Regions from separate parts of the Ovis aries genome. Here region 2 is linked to region 1. Evidence: chromatin contacts called from public Hi-C data. All regions are on one chromosome and are shown on one strand. Each heading gives the region's core, a stretch centred on a gene start, on an enhancer-like site or on the middle of the called end of the contact. The rest is flanking DNA. Distances are from core to core; before and after follow the strand shown.

What was found. Hi-C and Micro-C count contacts between places; a contact is called where the count stands out from the background.
Region 2: a Hi-C map of muscle shows a contact between it and region 1, with 2.8 times the contacts expected there. The contact joins the promoter of IFIT5 here to the promoter of FAS in region 1. A contact is called at or near these places in 2 of 16 Hi-C or Micro-C datasets (muscle and skin fibroblasts).

What each region holds. Positions count from the first base shown.
Region 1 is chr22:10,503,793-10,510,895 of ARS-UI_Ramb_v3.0, reverse strand. FAS (Fas cell surface death receptor) reads right to left here and starts at 3,406. Exons shown (of 9, transcript NM_001123003.1): 1 at 3,370-3,406. The coding sequence starts at 3,399. LOC132658442 (a long non-coding RNA gene) reads left to right here and starts at 2,961. Exons shown (of 2, transcript XR_009598094.1): 1 at 2,961-3,454.
Region 2 is chr22:10,903,576-10,910,678 of ARS-UI_Ramb_v3.0, reverse strand. IFIT5 (interferon induced protein with tetratricopeptide repeats 5) reads right to left here and starts at 2,911. Exons shown (of 2, transcript XM_027960580.3): 1 at 2,735-2,911. The coding sequence starts at 2,739. LOC132658444 (a long non-coding RNA gene) reads left to right here and starts at 2,987. Exons shown (of 2, transcript XR_009598097.1): 1 at 2,987-3,049; 2 at 4,790-7,103.

The DNA.
Region 1 (7,103 bases), core at 2,157-4,656:
AGCAAAAAGAATACACTACTGTCCATTAAGGTACTTATAATGATTCTGCAAATAATTTTTTGGTAACAAGCTATACATGTTATTACCTTTATATTATTACTTTTCATCATAAGTCAATAAGTCTTTAGTACCTATTACAAAACATGTGCTCATTTAAGGGACTTTTGGAACCCAAGATAATTTACCAAAATGTACTTAACTCATTAGGGGTTTTCAAGTGGGGGATTTCCTTTTTCAGGTTTTTGATCATCTCTTAGAAAGTGATTACTCCTTAGCAGTTGTGGTATAGTGCTAGTAGCCTTCAGAGAGGTTCCTTTGAAATGCTGACACTTCCACTCTTAGGAACTATTTAGAAGTAAATTACTTGTTTAGTATTCCAAAAAAACTTACTTAGAGACAACAACAAAAACTTGAGTCCTCTTTGCCTCTATCTCACTTTTCTCCTTCTATAAACTCAGTGCAGGAAGAAAAACTGCTTTCTCTAAATTAAACTCTAGTTTTGCCACTAAGGGTGGTAACTGTATTATGGAGATAGACAATAGAAGAGTTTTCATTCATCTAATTGAAGCTAGCGGTGAGGGCCCTGAGAATCTTCACATATCAATTTCATTTTTGCCTCCCAATCTTGGCATCGTTTACCAATGTGTGTTTTTACATGCTGGTTGTTAATGTTTTAAATTACATTTCATAATATTTTATTCAAAAGAATTTTCAAGTCCACCATGAGATAAGGAAAATCTGCTAAAAACAACAATAAATAGAAACACACTACAACCTATTTCTTGCTTCTTAGCCTGGCTTATGGAAAAATTATTAAATTACAAATTAAACAACTTTATTTCCTTTATTTCTCCTCAAAGCTCTCCTGCATGATTACTTTAAATACACCGGTTTCTTTTTCAGCTGCCCTCTCCTTTCCCTTGCCCATAATTTCGAAAACTCCAAGAAATAAAGGACAGGAAAATGGCTATCTAGTAATTGCCTAACCATAGACCTAAATAGCATAAAACAAAAGCTATCAGAGCTATGTGCTATTAAAAGAAGCAGCAGCAGTGCTCACAGCTATTTCTCACACAAATTTCTAAAGTAACTGCCTTTTCTTCTGTATCCGAACGACACCCAGAAACTGAGAGAAAACTAACTTCAAGAGGGAAGAAAGAAGGAAAGAGGTAAAGGATGGGATATTTGCTGATGATAGATCACACTAGAGATGAGAGGACTAGAGAAGAAAGAGGGAAAAAGCAAGCATGGCCGCTCCCTCCCATCCCTTTCCAGTCCACTGACACGACTGAACCAAATTTGCTTGTGTTCCATGTAGTTAGCACTCACGCCCTGGTTTAATTCATTTGCGACTAGTAAGTAAGGCCCACTAAGTGCTCGATCATAAAAGCAAGCATTTTCTGAGACACACAAGGTGACATAATGGTGTGGAAACTTCTTTAAGAATAGAGGTGTGATGCTGGGCCCCTGATGGGGGCAGGGCAGGATTCTGTGTAACCAAACTGAAGAGTCATATTAGAAAAGGGAAATAGAGGATATACTACCAAACGTAAACAGGACTGTCTGTGATGCAGTTATATCAGATTTTTTTTCTTTCTACACATCTATATTAACACATTTTATTCAATAAACATTCACTTCTGAGGTTCTATATCATATAACAATAATAAATGAATGTTTAATATATATCATATATTATAATAGATATTACAATATGCATATACAAATAAATGTAAATCTGTATTTTCACATGTGTGTGTATGAATACGTATGCATTCTTTCAGAAAAGCAGTTTCCTTGGTGTTTTAAACAGGCACCCCTGGTAGAGACGCTATAGTATCATAAAAGTAAAGTGTAGCTCTGGGCTTTGATAATTTTGCTATACGAGTTAGAATTGTAGTTCCTAGAACTAAGAGATTGTCAAAGCAACCAAGACTGCAATAAGGCAGTGGTTCATGATAAGGAAGAATGTGATTTGAGGTTGTATAAATGGTTTCCCAACTTTGAATCTCAAATTTTCTCAAAGAAAAGTTCTAAAGGAGCCCAAATATCATACATTACTTCCAAAAGGACCAGGGGGAATTTTTTTTTTTTCCAACCACAAGACAGTTCCAGACATCGATTTTTTTTTCTTTTCCACTCTTGGTGTCATCTGGATATAGGTGTGGTCGACACCCCCACTCCCACCCCCCAGGCTTTGGAATGGGATCTAAATTGGATTTAAATTCAGTCCTGCCTCTTACTGTTTGGACTCGACTTAGGTAAGCTGTCTGAACCCCATTTTGCCATCTGTAAGATGGAGATACTGCGCAGCTCTGCGAGAATTGACGGAGATCATACTCATAAACATTCCTATCACACTGCCTGGCACATTGATGAGGCCCAGCAAACAAGAATCCACTGGTTTTCAGAGAGTTCGGAGCTCAAATGAACCCCTTGAGGCCAAGGTCTTCGATCAGCCATCACCAAGCCGGGATATCTGAGGTAGGGACTCTCCAAAAGAGGTGGATGCGGCTTACGCTTCTAAGCCGAGTTCAGGCTGCTCAGCGCGTGCGCGGTGGCAGCAGGTACCACCGCCTGAGCAATGGGGCCAGGGTTACCTCCCGCCCCCGAGTCCGGCAAGCCTTGAAAGATTAAAAAAAAAAAAAAAAAAAAAGGAAGAGAGAGAGAGGGAAAAAAAGGGGCGGGGGGCAAACCTGAGATAGTGACTCACTCTCAAGGAGAGGGATTCCCGGAAGGGAAACAAAACAGTTTCTTTTTCTGTGTAGCAGTAAAAAGGTAAACAAGTCTCTTTAAGGCGCATTCAGTCCCAAGATAACGTTTTCAAGAAAGAAACGGTGCGCTCCCAAAGCCTCTGGTGTAACCACTGCCTCGAGGCTGATTTATTCCCTAAAGTTGGGAAGTGTTGGAAAAACTTGTATTATCCATTTCGAGACTGCAAGTTCTCACCGCCCCGAGGCGCACACGTTCACAGCACAGCCTTAGCGAGACAAGCAAGGACTTGTCCAGAAGACCCTTTCCTGCCCCAGACGGGGCTCTCCCTGCAGCGACCCCCAAACATCCTCGGCGCCGGCCAGCCCCCCGCGCCCACCCCCTCGGCGCCGCAAACCGCGTTCCCAGGGGGCACCCAGAGATGTTCCTCCGGCCTCGAAGGCTCGCAGCTTCGCATCGAGCCCCAAGAAAAAAGAGTAGCCTGGTTTCCTAAGACCTCGCCTCAAGAGAAGTCCTAGCAGTCAAGCGGAGCTAGCGGGGCAAAGGCCGGCCAAGGCCGCCGCCCACGCGCTCGTCCCCCGGCCGCCCGCAGAGCGCGTCCCGCGCCAGCCCAGGGCCGAGCTGGGAGAGGCCCTCGCCGAGGCAGAGGCGACTCACCAGTGACAAGTGAACCCAGATCCCGGACATGGCTGTGGAGCAATCTCCGAAGTGAAGGAGCCTTTCCAACTGGCACCAAGGCGAGGTACGCACCCGGGGAGTAGTGAGCCCCGATTAGCCCCTCCCCGAGCTCCAGCCGGCCTGGGAGAGTGCTCCCCTCCCGGGCCCGCCCCGGGCGCTCACGCACAGTTACTCTCCGGACGCTTTCCTCTTTCTCCGGCAGCGTGTCTGAACACCTGTTGGTAGCTCTTTTGAAAAGACCAAAAGTAACGTCGCCGGGGCCAGGGGGTGGGGGCTGGAGGAGGAAGCTTAGCTGGGGAACGCCCGGGTAGGGGAGGGCGCCTTTGATTCTGCAACCCTGCGCCTGGAGTTGGGGGTGGGGTGGTGGAAGGGGTGTTGAGTGGGGAGCGGGGAAAGAGCCAGCGTTTGTTGCACAAACGGGCATTTCCCGTTGGGAGCGTTTCCGCAGTCTACTGGCATGCTCGGGTTCAGGGAGGACTAAGGTGCAGAGCGCACGCGTCTTGCTCGGAGCAGGAGCCTCGGCTGACTGCTGCGATTCCCAGAGCAGACCCAGCCTTGGCTCAGCTCCGTGTGCCGCGGTGGCCACGTTAGAGGCTCACAGGAACCCCGGACTAGTGCCTGTAGTGGCAGTGCTGTGGGGATTCCGAAGAGGGAGGACCCTCTGTATTTTATTCTCACGAGGAGTACAAAGCTAACTCCTAAGACGAATCACACAGCTCCAGCTACATGATTAAAAGCTTACAATTACTTCTCCTCCTTTATTACTCATTATTTCCTGGGCAATTTTCTTTATTAAAAAAAAAAAGTATACTTTAGTGCTTTGGTTAACAGCTCGAAGTCATTATTGTTTTGGAAAAGTTGATCCGTCCGGTTAGCCAGTTTGCAACAGTTTTACAGGAGGTTCGTATAATGACATCCTTCATGAGCGTGAATCTGAAAGTAGTTGGTGAGCGGGGAACCGCATCCTCCGCGAAGCTCTGCACCTGCGCTCTGTTGCCCATCTTCCCTGTTGGCTGTATCCCATTAGGAACACTCTCCTTTCCCTCCCTTTGCCTGCCTCATTCCTCATCCATGCGGATCCTTCTCTGAAGACGTTTTCAAGACATTTTCGTTTGGGAGATCTTCCTGGCTCCCAACGCAAGGTTAGCAGCTAAATGCTTTCCTCCTAACTGCTTTCACTCTCCGTTTGCTGCTCTGCCCTCGTGGCCCTGTCTTACAGCTGTGGACTTACCTGTCCCCTGCTTCACTGCCCAGCAGATTATTAGTGCCATGAAGAAGATCCTAGCTGGCCAGTCCTGCTCCTACAGTTCCCAACCCAAAACGGACACAAAGAGAGGTGGATGGCGGGGAGGTTGGGGAGAGGGGTGTAGACGGGCTGGCGTATGGAGACTCTGTATTATCTTTGCAACTTTTCTGTAAGTCTAAAACTATTCTGAAATTAGAAGTTTATTGAAATTTAAAAAAAATCATAACAAGGAAGGGAGGAGAGCAAGACAGCTGACAAAATCAGCATCTCTTGGATTTCCCAGGTGGCTCAGACTGTAAAGCGTGTGTCTACAATGTGGGAGCCCTGGGTTTGATCCCTGGGTCAGGAAGATTCCCTAGAGAAAAAAACGGCAAGCCACTCCAGTACTCTTGCCTAGAAAATCCCATGGATGGAGGAGCTTGGTACAGGCTACTGTCCATGGGGTCGCAAAGAGTCGGGCCCTTCTCCCTAATATTTGCCATTTTAGCCCAGTGAGGTAGCTAATTATTATATTTATTTATAAAAAATTGTAGCTGAAAAAGTTTAAGCAATACTGACAGTTTGATTAGTTAGTAAGTAGTAGATTCAGGAGTTAAACTTCGATATTCTTGCTCCTAAGTCCTTGTTCTTTCTCAGTTCAGTTCAGTTCAGTCGCTCAGATGTGTCCGACTCTTTCGACCCCATGAATCACAGCACGCCAGGCCTCCCTGTCCATGACCAACTCCCGGAATTCATTCAGACTCGCGTCATCAAGTCAGTGATGCCATCCAGCCATCTCATCCTGGGTCGTCCCCTTCTCCTCCTGCCCCCAATCCCTCCCAGCATCAAAGTCTTTTCCAATGAGTCAACTCTTTGCATGAAGTGGCCAAAGTACTGGAGTTTCAGCTTTAGCATCACTCCTTCCAAAAGAAATCCCAGGGTTGATCTCCTTCAGAATGGACTGGTGGATCTCCTTGCACTCCATGGGACCCTCAAGAGTCTTCTCCAACACCACAGTTCAAAAGCATGAATTCTTCGGCGCTCAGCCTTCTTCACAGTCCAACTGTCACATCCATACATGACCACTGGAAAAACCATAGCCTTGACTAGACAGACCTTAGTCGGCAAAGTAATGTCTCTGCTTTTTAATATGCTATCTAGGTTGGTCATAACTTTTCTTCCAAGGAGTAAGCATCTTTTAATTTCCTGGCTGCAGTCACCATCTGCAGTGATTTTGGAGCCCAAAAAAATAAAGTCTGACACTGTTTCCACTGTTTCCCCATCTATTTCCCATGAAGTGATGGGACTGCTCTTTCTAACTCCCCTCAAACCTCCCTCACTCCGCACACACACCTAACCCTGAAGTTTAATGAAATAGTAATAGGTACTTTGTGGGAAGAAATGTGTTACATGATCAAATGATTTTAGAAAATTCCGGGTTAATTTGAACAGGTCTTAAGAGTTCTCTGAGCCCTCAGTATGCTAATACACATTCTGACTAAGATGGGACTGTGATCTATACTGTTCCCTACTCCTCTTTGTCCTTATGGAGTTCTTTGAAGAACACCTACTGAATATCACCTTATGAATGCTGGTGTTCTGGAAGAAACAGTTCAGACGTCTTTAACAGTTAATTTTAAGAACACGTTTTTACAGGCCTTCAAGGGCAAAGAAATACAATTTTAATAATAGAGTTTCAGGCACTCTACCAGATGTGGGAGATGCTTCGGACAACCATCCTGATTTTACTCAAACTGCACCATGTAAGTGAAAGCCTGCTGCTTCTACTCTAAAGAAATCCTTGCCATGGAACATTTCATTCTGAACAACATTTAAACACATATCTACTTATTTTAAAAAGCTGGGAGGAAGAAAACCCCCGATACCCTTTTACCACCGAGATTTTTTATTTCTTATCCCCTAATGGTTAAAAATTTTTGTCAACAAAATTTCTGTTACTAAATAGCAGCAAATTGATTTTAATAATCCCCATCTGTAGTGCATACTCATGACTGTTTTTGCTACATCTTCTCCCCTTCTTCCTGGTAACATCTTCCAAGTTGCCTTTGTCCCTCTTCTGTCTTCTTGGCTATTGACGTAGTTGCGTTAGTTAGGATTCTCTAGAAAAACAAAGCCAATAGGATACATACAGATTAGCCATAGATACCAAGATTTATATATAGCTATTTTTTTGGGCTCCAGAATCACTGCTGATGGTGACCGCAGCCATGAAATTAAAAGACGCTTACTCCTTGGAAGAAAAGTTATGACCAACCTAGATAGCATATTCAAAAGCAGAGACATTACTTTGAAGAAAGCTGAGCACCGGAGAATTGATGCTTTTGAACTGTGGTGTTGGAGAAGACTCTTGAGGGTCCCTTGGACTGCAAGGAGATCCAACCAGTCCACTCTGAAGGAGATCAGCCCTGGGATTTCTTTGGAAGAAATGATGCTGAAGATGAAACTCCAGTACTTTAGCCACCTCATG
Region 2 (7,103 bases), core at 1,662-4,161, 400 kb before region 1:
TCCCAAGGTATGTCCTCTCTCTCTGCTTCCTACTGAATTCCAGACTTCTAGTTTTTAGTTTAAATCTTCAATTAGAAGTTCAGTTGGGATCTCAAGTAAATATATTCATTACAGAAATCTGGGTTCCTTGAATCTGTTCATACCTTAGTTTTCCCCACCTTTTTTTGGTACCGCTTAGTCCCACAGGCCAAATAACCTAGAAGTAATCTCTTGATTCCTCTTCTCTCAACCCTTCATCTAATCCAATGGGAAACTGTTCATTCTACCACCCAGATATATCAAATCCATCCACTTTCTTTCCCCCCATTTCCACTGCAATTTTGCTAGTCTAAAAGACTATTTCCTTTAAAAATCTGGTCTCCCAGTTTTTACTCTTAGTCCCCATATAATATTAGTAAACTTCTGAAAATGCAAACCAGCTTATGTCAGTCTTTTGATTTAAAATCTTCCACTAGCTTCGAAACACCCTTAATCTAGCCTCTGCCATGTCTCAAAAGCCTCTAAAGATGCTGGACCTGTGTACCCACCCAACATTCTCTCCTTTCCTCCTCTTTATCGTGTTTTAGACATACTTCTTTAGACATACTTTGGACATACTTCTTCCTAACCTGAACATATCAAGTTCAAAGACTTTTACGCTTGTTTTTACTCTACTTGAAAAGCTCTGTTCCCAAATCCTTGTATGACTAGCTCCTTCCTTTAACTTGGCTCAAAAATTCCCTATCCAAGAGGCCATCTGTGGCAAAGGTATCTAAAATCATCCCCCCTATTTGTCACTCTCTTAGCCCACTACACTATTTTATTTTCCTTATAGCTCTTACCACCTTCTGAATTATGTTATTTATTCATTCATTTTTGGTTATTTACCCACTTATTTTTGGTTGTCTATTTCCCCCATTTAAATGAGAATAGGGACTTTGTTCTGGTTTGATTTTTTTCACCCGTGTGTCCCCAGAATCTATGATTTCAGTATATAAGAGGAGCTCAATAATAAATACGTGCAGAGTGAATGAATGAATGCAGTTATATACTGGTACCTCCTGGCATTTTCAACCCAGAGGCATGAGCCTAGCATTAAAAAAAAAAAGCCCCTGAATTTCTGATGAGGGAATTCCTGCTAGTTCTTTCCATCCTGCTACTGGTTCCAAACTTTCTGCCATTTCAGTCTTCCCTATCCTATTTGTTTTTCCATCTTGGCATGCTGTCTGGCTCTCTGTTTACATTTTGAAAGTAGGTTTTGGACTAAGGTCCTAAGGTCCTGACTGGGAAACATGGTATGACTGTCCCTTGGTGGTTCCTTTCTCTGGTGTAAATGCACCAAAATCATAGGCAAGACATGCCACACCCTTAATAGCCTGCTCAGATCCACAATATGGGCTTACCAGCCTCTGCCCATCCAGAGTGAAATGAACATCTGCCTCTGCCCAAGGCGGATGAGGAGGGAGGGCTGCCCAGGGCTTGTCATGTGGCTGAGATCTCCAGGGGACATTCAGTCAGCCATGGAAGTGCCTTGCCTACACTCTGGAATTTATGCACAACCGGGCACTATGACAAATTTTACTTTTTCAACTCTACTTACTTTTTTAACTTTGTCTCTGGGAAGCTGGGGAGAGAGGCTATTGTGTCTGAAGAAGCAACATTTATCTTTAGGCAATTTTGTGTGTGTGTGGTGGGGAGTTGTTTTATTGTGTTTGTTTTTTTGCCAGGGAGGAGCAGTCTTTCCTTTTCCTTGGTAGACAGTGCCCAGTGGGGTTCACCCCTCTTCTACCCATCCACCAGACACTCGCAGGGCACCACCGGCCTTTTCCTCCCTATACCTCCCACATCCCTCCTTTCTTACAAAGGGTAGAAGTAAGGCATTTATTAAACATTTTTAAACGTAACAAAAGTCAACATCTGCAAATATATGAGCTGGGCATTCAGCAGCAACCGTTTCCACAGTCCTAAGAGATGGATGCCATCACGTTTTACAGACAAGAAACAGCTTCACCGAGTTGAAGAAACTTTGCTTTGGGTTACCCAACTAGTAGGTGGTCCGAGTCAGGATTTAGAACAAAAGGCTGTAAGGCCTGCAGAGCCCACCATCTGAACCTCCTCAGGCCTCAGCTTCCTAAATGCAGACCGTTCACCATCCCCGTGCAGGGTAGGGGACCAGATGAAAAGGGGTCAGCCAAGGACCCCCACCACAGGCCAGTCTCGGAAACGGAGAAAGCAAGCCCCACAAAACGGGGGATGGGGTGGAGCCGGAACAATGTGTCCACGGTACAAAGGAGGGGGGAGAAGTCAGACCCAAGAATCAGAAAGGCAAAATGGCAGAAGCGGACGCGTGTGACGCGGGGGCCGCGGCCTGCGGGGACCTGCACCGCAGAAGCTCCCGCACCGGCCCGGGGGCGGCGGCGACCGGAGCCGCAGGGAAGTGACAAGTCCCCGGGGCGCATCGCCCCTGCCCCCCCCCCCCCGCCGCCCCCCGACTCGGCCCGAGAGTCCGATCGCGGATGCCTGGGACGTGCCGGAAGGGTCCACTCGGCCACCCTCCCCGGCAGGCCCACCTTCAGCCGCCCCGGACCCGGACCGGGCTCCCAGGCGGGGAGCGCCCCCAAAGCCGACGCCCGGCGGCCGGGCTCCGGGGCTCGGCTCAAGGGCCGCAGCGCTGCCCTGCAAACGGAACACGAGAGAAAGGCGTGTAAATCAAAGGCCACAGGGAGCTGGGGAGGGGGCGGGGAGAGGCCCTTACCTCATGGCGGCAGGGCTCTGCTGCGGTTCCGGGAGGTGCAGGTCCCTTCGGGCTTTCTCCTCGCCCTCCGCTCCTTTGCGGCTGAGCGGCGGCGCGCGGGCGTGGGCGTGGGCGCGCGGGCGCGCGGGCGAGGTGACCGCAGCGCGAGGCCCGCGCACGGGGGCGGCCGTCTTTGTTAAAGGGCGGGAGCGGGAAAGGGAAACTAGAAAGTGAATCTGATCCCCGACTAGGCGGAGTCCAGCTCCGGGAAACAGAAACTTCTGGAAGAGCTGAGTGGGGGCGCCCCCCGGCCGGGCTGAGGAACCGCTGTGAGAGGTGTGCGCAGCGCGGGGACGTTCTGGGTGGAATTTGCAGCTGGGCCTTGAGACCTTGGTCTTGGCTGCTCAGCTGCCTTTTTGAGTCCACGTGCCTTAGCTTTTTGCGGGGTGGTTGTTATTTGTTGGATTTTTTTTTTTTTTTCCCTTAGCTAAGATGACTAGAGATATTTCAGCGTTATTTTTGTTGGGTGGCACCCGATGCGCTTTATAGCTTTGTGCATCCTAGGCTAAAACTCAAGTCTTGACTCAACAAACACAAGTGCAATGCCGTGCACTTGTGCCGTGATTTTCACTGGGTAAACCTAGAGAAATTTGGGGGCCAAAACGTGTATATATTCAAAATTTTGGTAGCTATTCCAGGTTCGCTTTGCAAAGAGGTTTTTATACCCCACCCACAATTCTATGAAAATTCCCTTCCCTTCCATGCCCTTGACAACTGAGCTTCCTATAGTAAGGTCCTATAATACTATTATAATAATCTATAGTAAGGTCCCATCTTTATGATGGGGTTGGCTTCCCCTGGTAGCTTAGATGGTAAAGAATCCGGCTTCAATACAGGAGACCTGGGTTCGATTCCTGGGTAGGGAGGATCCCCAGGCGAAGGGAATGGCAACTCACTGCAGTATTCTTGCCTGGAGAATCCCCATGGACAGAGGAGCCTGGCGGGCTATGGCTATAGTCCATGGGGTCACAAAGAGTCAGCGTTAGCAGTGCAGAGTCTTAGCCACTGGACTACCAGGGAAGGCCCCTCAATAGGTTTTATTAAACGACTGCTAAGAGCTAGACATTGTTCAAGGCCCTGTCAGTATAGCCTGGAATAAATCAGACAAGGGACAAGCCCTCCCCCCTCCTCCCCCCTCACACTGTCTGATGCATTTTATTCCTGATTATGCACAGGGTGGAGATAATTCTCAAACTTTGAGAAAAGTGTTCATCGTCACAGAGTTTAAAAGGCACAAGTTTATCACTTTTATGCCTTGGCAAAATGCCGTGCTAGGCACTTTGTTTTTCAAATGAATGGACAACAATGTACAGTTTTTGCTAGGTGTCTATTAGTTTAAATAATGCTGACTTTGGCTTTGCAAGAAAAGGGGCCTTATACCTAAAGCCAGTTCTTGCTCCTTCAGAATTAAGTTAAGCGTGGCTAACTAACAGTGTAGGTCCAGAACTGCAGTTAGCTGTGCATTTGTGATTTTGTTACACTTGTTTGTTTGGAGTTAATTTCTAGTGTGAGAGGTGAAGGTAAATAACAGAATATTTTATGTCAGATTGTGCTATGGAGAAAAAGTAGAGAGAGGGTTGGTGTTTTGCTGTTATAAATATATTGGGGAGGAAGGGTTTGAGGTGGGGGAAGAAGTGAGCACTGTGGATATGGGGTCAGGGAAGAGCCTTCCAGACTGGGGAAACAGTAACTGCAAAGGCCTAGGGATGGAAGCATACTTGGCATGCACAGATGGCATCGTTGGAGTGGAGAGGGCAGGGAAGAAGTCCTAAGAAATGAGGTTGGGGAGGTAATGTGGATGTGGTGGGTCTGTAGGCTATGGTAACCTTTAAGTGGGAAACCACATTTTAGAAAAAGTACTGAATGGCTTATTTGGAGGTACAAAGACATGCCCAGAATTTCCTCCTTCCTGAAGATTTACAATATTTAATAGAGCTCTGTTTGAAAAAATTTCCAGTGTGTTGATGGTGTTTTTTTCTTCCTTGTTCCTATTTCTTTCCTTTCTTTTCGCTGTAGCTGGGCCGAGAGATAGTCTTTGGTTACCAAGGTTTGAATGAACAGCAACTAAACAGTAAGTGATAAAAATCAAAAGAGGAAAAAAATCCGATTATCAGCTTATATTGTTTAGGATTTCAGATTCAGAAAGACTAAAACGATCTGTAAAAAGTTTAAAGGAATATGCATGATCAGGATTGAGAAGAAGAAAAGACCCAGCTGTTGAGTAGGTGTTGAACATGCTGAATTTATTAGGTGGAATTTGAATATCAGTATTTTTTTCATAACTTGTCAGATTGGGTAAATTCATGGGAAAATTAGCAGTGTATTGTCTTCTGAATTCTTATCAACCTGTAAAACACAGCAACTGGAGAAAAAGAGAAATAGAACATGAAAAATGGCAACTAATAGAAAGTCTGCTTGGGAAACTGAAAACTTAGAAACTCTTCCAAGGTACAGATCTAAGCCGGAGTTTCTCAACCTTGATGCTATTGACATTTGGGTTGTGGGAAGCTGTGCAGTGCATTTTAGGATGTTTAAGCAGCAATCTTGCACCTATCCACTAGATGTCAGTAGCACGCTGCAGTTATGAAAAACAAAATTAACTCCAGAGATTGCCAAACCCAACTTTTTTTTTTTTTTTGCCTTCGGGGCAAAATCTTCCTCCTTTCTCTTCCCCACAATTGAGAATCATGTAACACCCTCATGTATATACCTAATTTATTTGAATTAGTCTTCACAGCCCAGGCTGCAAGAGATAAAAGATGGACTTTAGGTAGGAGAGGAAAATTAGAAATTAGATCACAGAAAGTCAAGGGTGGTACTGGAGTTCAGGAAGTGGCCTGGGTGAAAGAGTTGATATCCAGGGCAATAACAGAGAAGGCTTACTCCCTTAAGCACTGGCTCCAAAGTATACGTGGCTGGGTCTGACTGGGGGCAAGATCCAGAGCTATGGACACCGACTGAGGGTGGGAAGTTCAGGCTGGGGCGTGCTGCAGGGTGGAGGCTCTTAGCCCCTATGTAGTCCCCGTTCTGGCAGCCTCAGGAGAATGGAGACATTGGTTTCAGGATGGTCCCCAAGTGGGTGGATCCTGTGGTGGTGTGTAGACAGTGGTTATCAAGGACTTAGACGGGGGCACTTACAATAGTAGTGAATGGCCTGAGCTAAGGTTTGGCCTGATTTAGGGTACATGAGAGACATTGCCTGGGCACTCAGGGAATTCTAAATAAGGACAGTGAATGACTGAGGTTCTGTCAGTCATTTACATGGGAGTAACAAGCTCCTAAAATTCAGCTGTCAATTTAAAGACTTCTTGGTAATGCCTGGAGATACTCATTTGTAAATTCGGCGATAGTATTTTCAATACCAGAGAGCATCTCTTTTCCTGGATTCACTGCTTGCTTTTCTCTGCAGACGTCCAGGCTGTCCCACATTTTAGTTTTACTGAACTCCCCAAAGGGCAGAGATGTCTTCCAGAGTTGGGAAAGATGGGAGAGCGAGATGATTGTTAGAGGTTGTTAAACACAATAAGTACATGTGATCTTTGAAGCTTGTCAAACACATATCACACAAACACACTGCATAATCCAGAGATTTATTTTGCCTTAAAGAGCTCTGCTTTCTGGGTACAGATGATGTATGACAATATTGGGGAAGAGTTACCTAATCAAAAATTGACACTTATCCAATAACTATTTGATTTTCATATTTCTGACCTGGGGGAGTTGGCAGTGGGTAGACTTATTTTAGTACCTTTAGAGCCTCCTTCCTCAAACACAAGCACTTTGAGTCGTGTTTCTGTTAATAAACCTCTTGTTTTAGTGATAGATTGTGAAGATGGCTTCTGTGTAACGCTCATGCCTGCTCCTGATACAGACCTTACTCACCAATTCTTATAGAATTTCAGTAATAATTTCCTATAGAAATCCAAAGCCTTGTTCAGTATTTCTGTGAATTCCTTGGGGACTTGTCTTTTCTGTGGATTTAGGGTTCCCACCAGGAAATACAGGCAGCCTCTAGAATGTGGAAAAGGTACCAAAAGAATTGTCTCCTAGGGCCTCCAGAAGGGGTTTGGATGTGCCAACACCTTCATTTCAGGCCAGTGAAACCCATTTCAGGCTTCTAACCTCTAGAACTGTAAGATAATAAATGAGTGTGATTTTAAGCCACCCAGTTCATGGTAATTTATTAGCCACAATAGGAAATGCATACATCTTCCCCCCAAACACATACAAGAATGAAAAAACAATGACATTGTTTCCTTAATTTTCCTTTTAAAAATGTTATTTGTTGGGCATTTAATAAAATGTTATCAAATGTTTTAATAAAATGTTA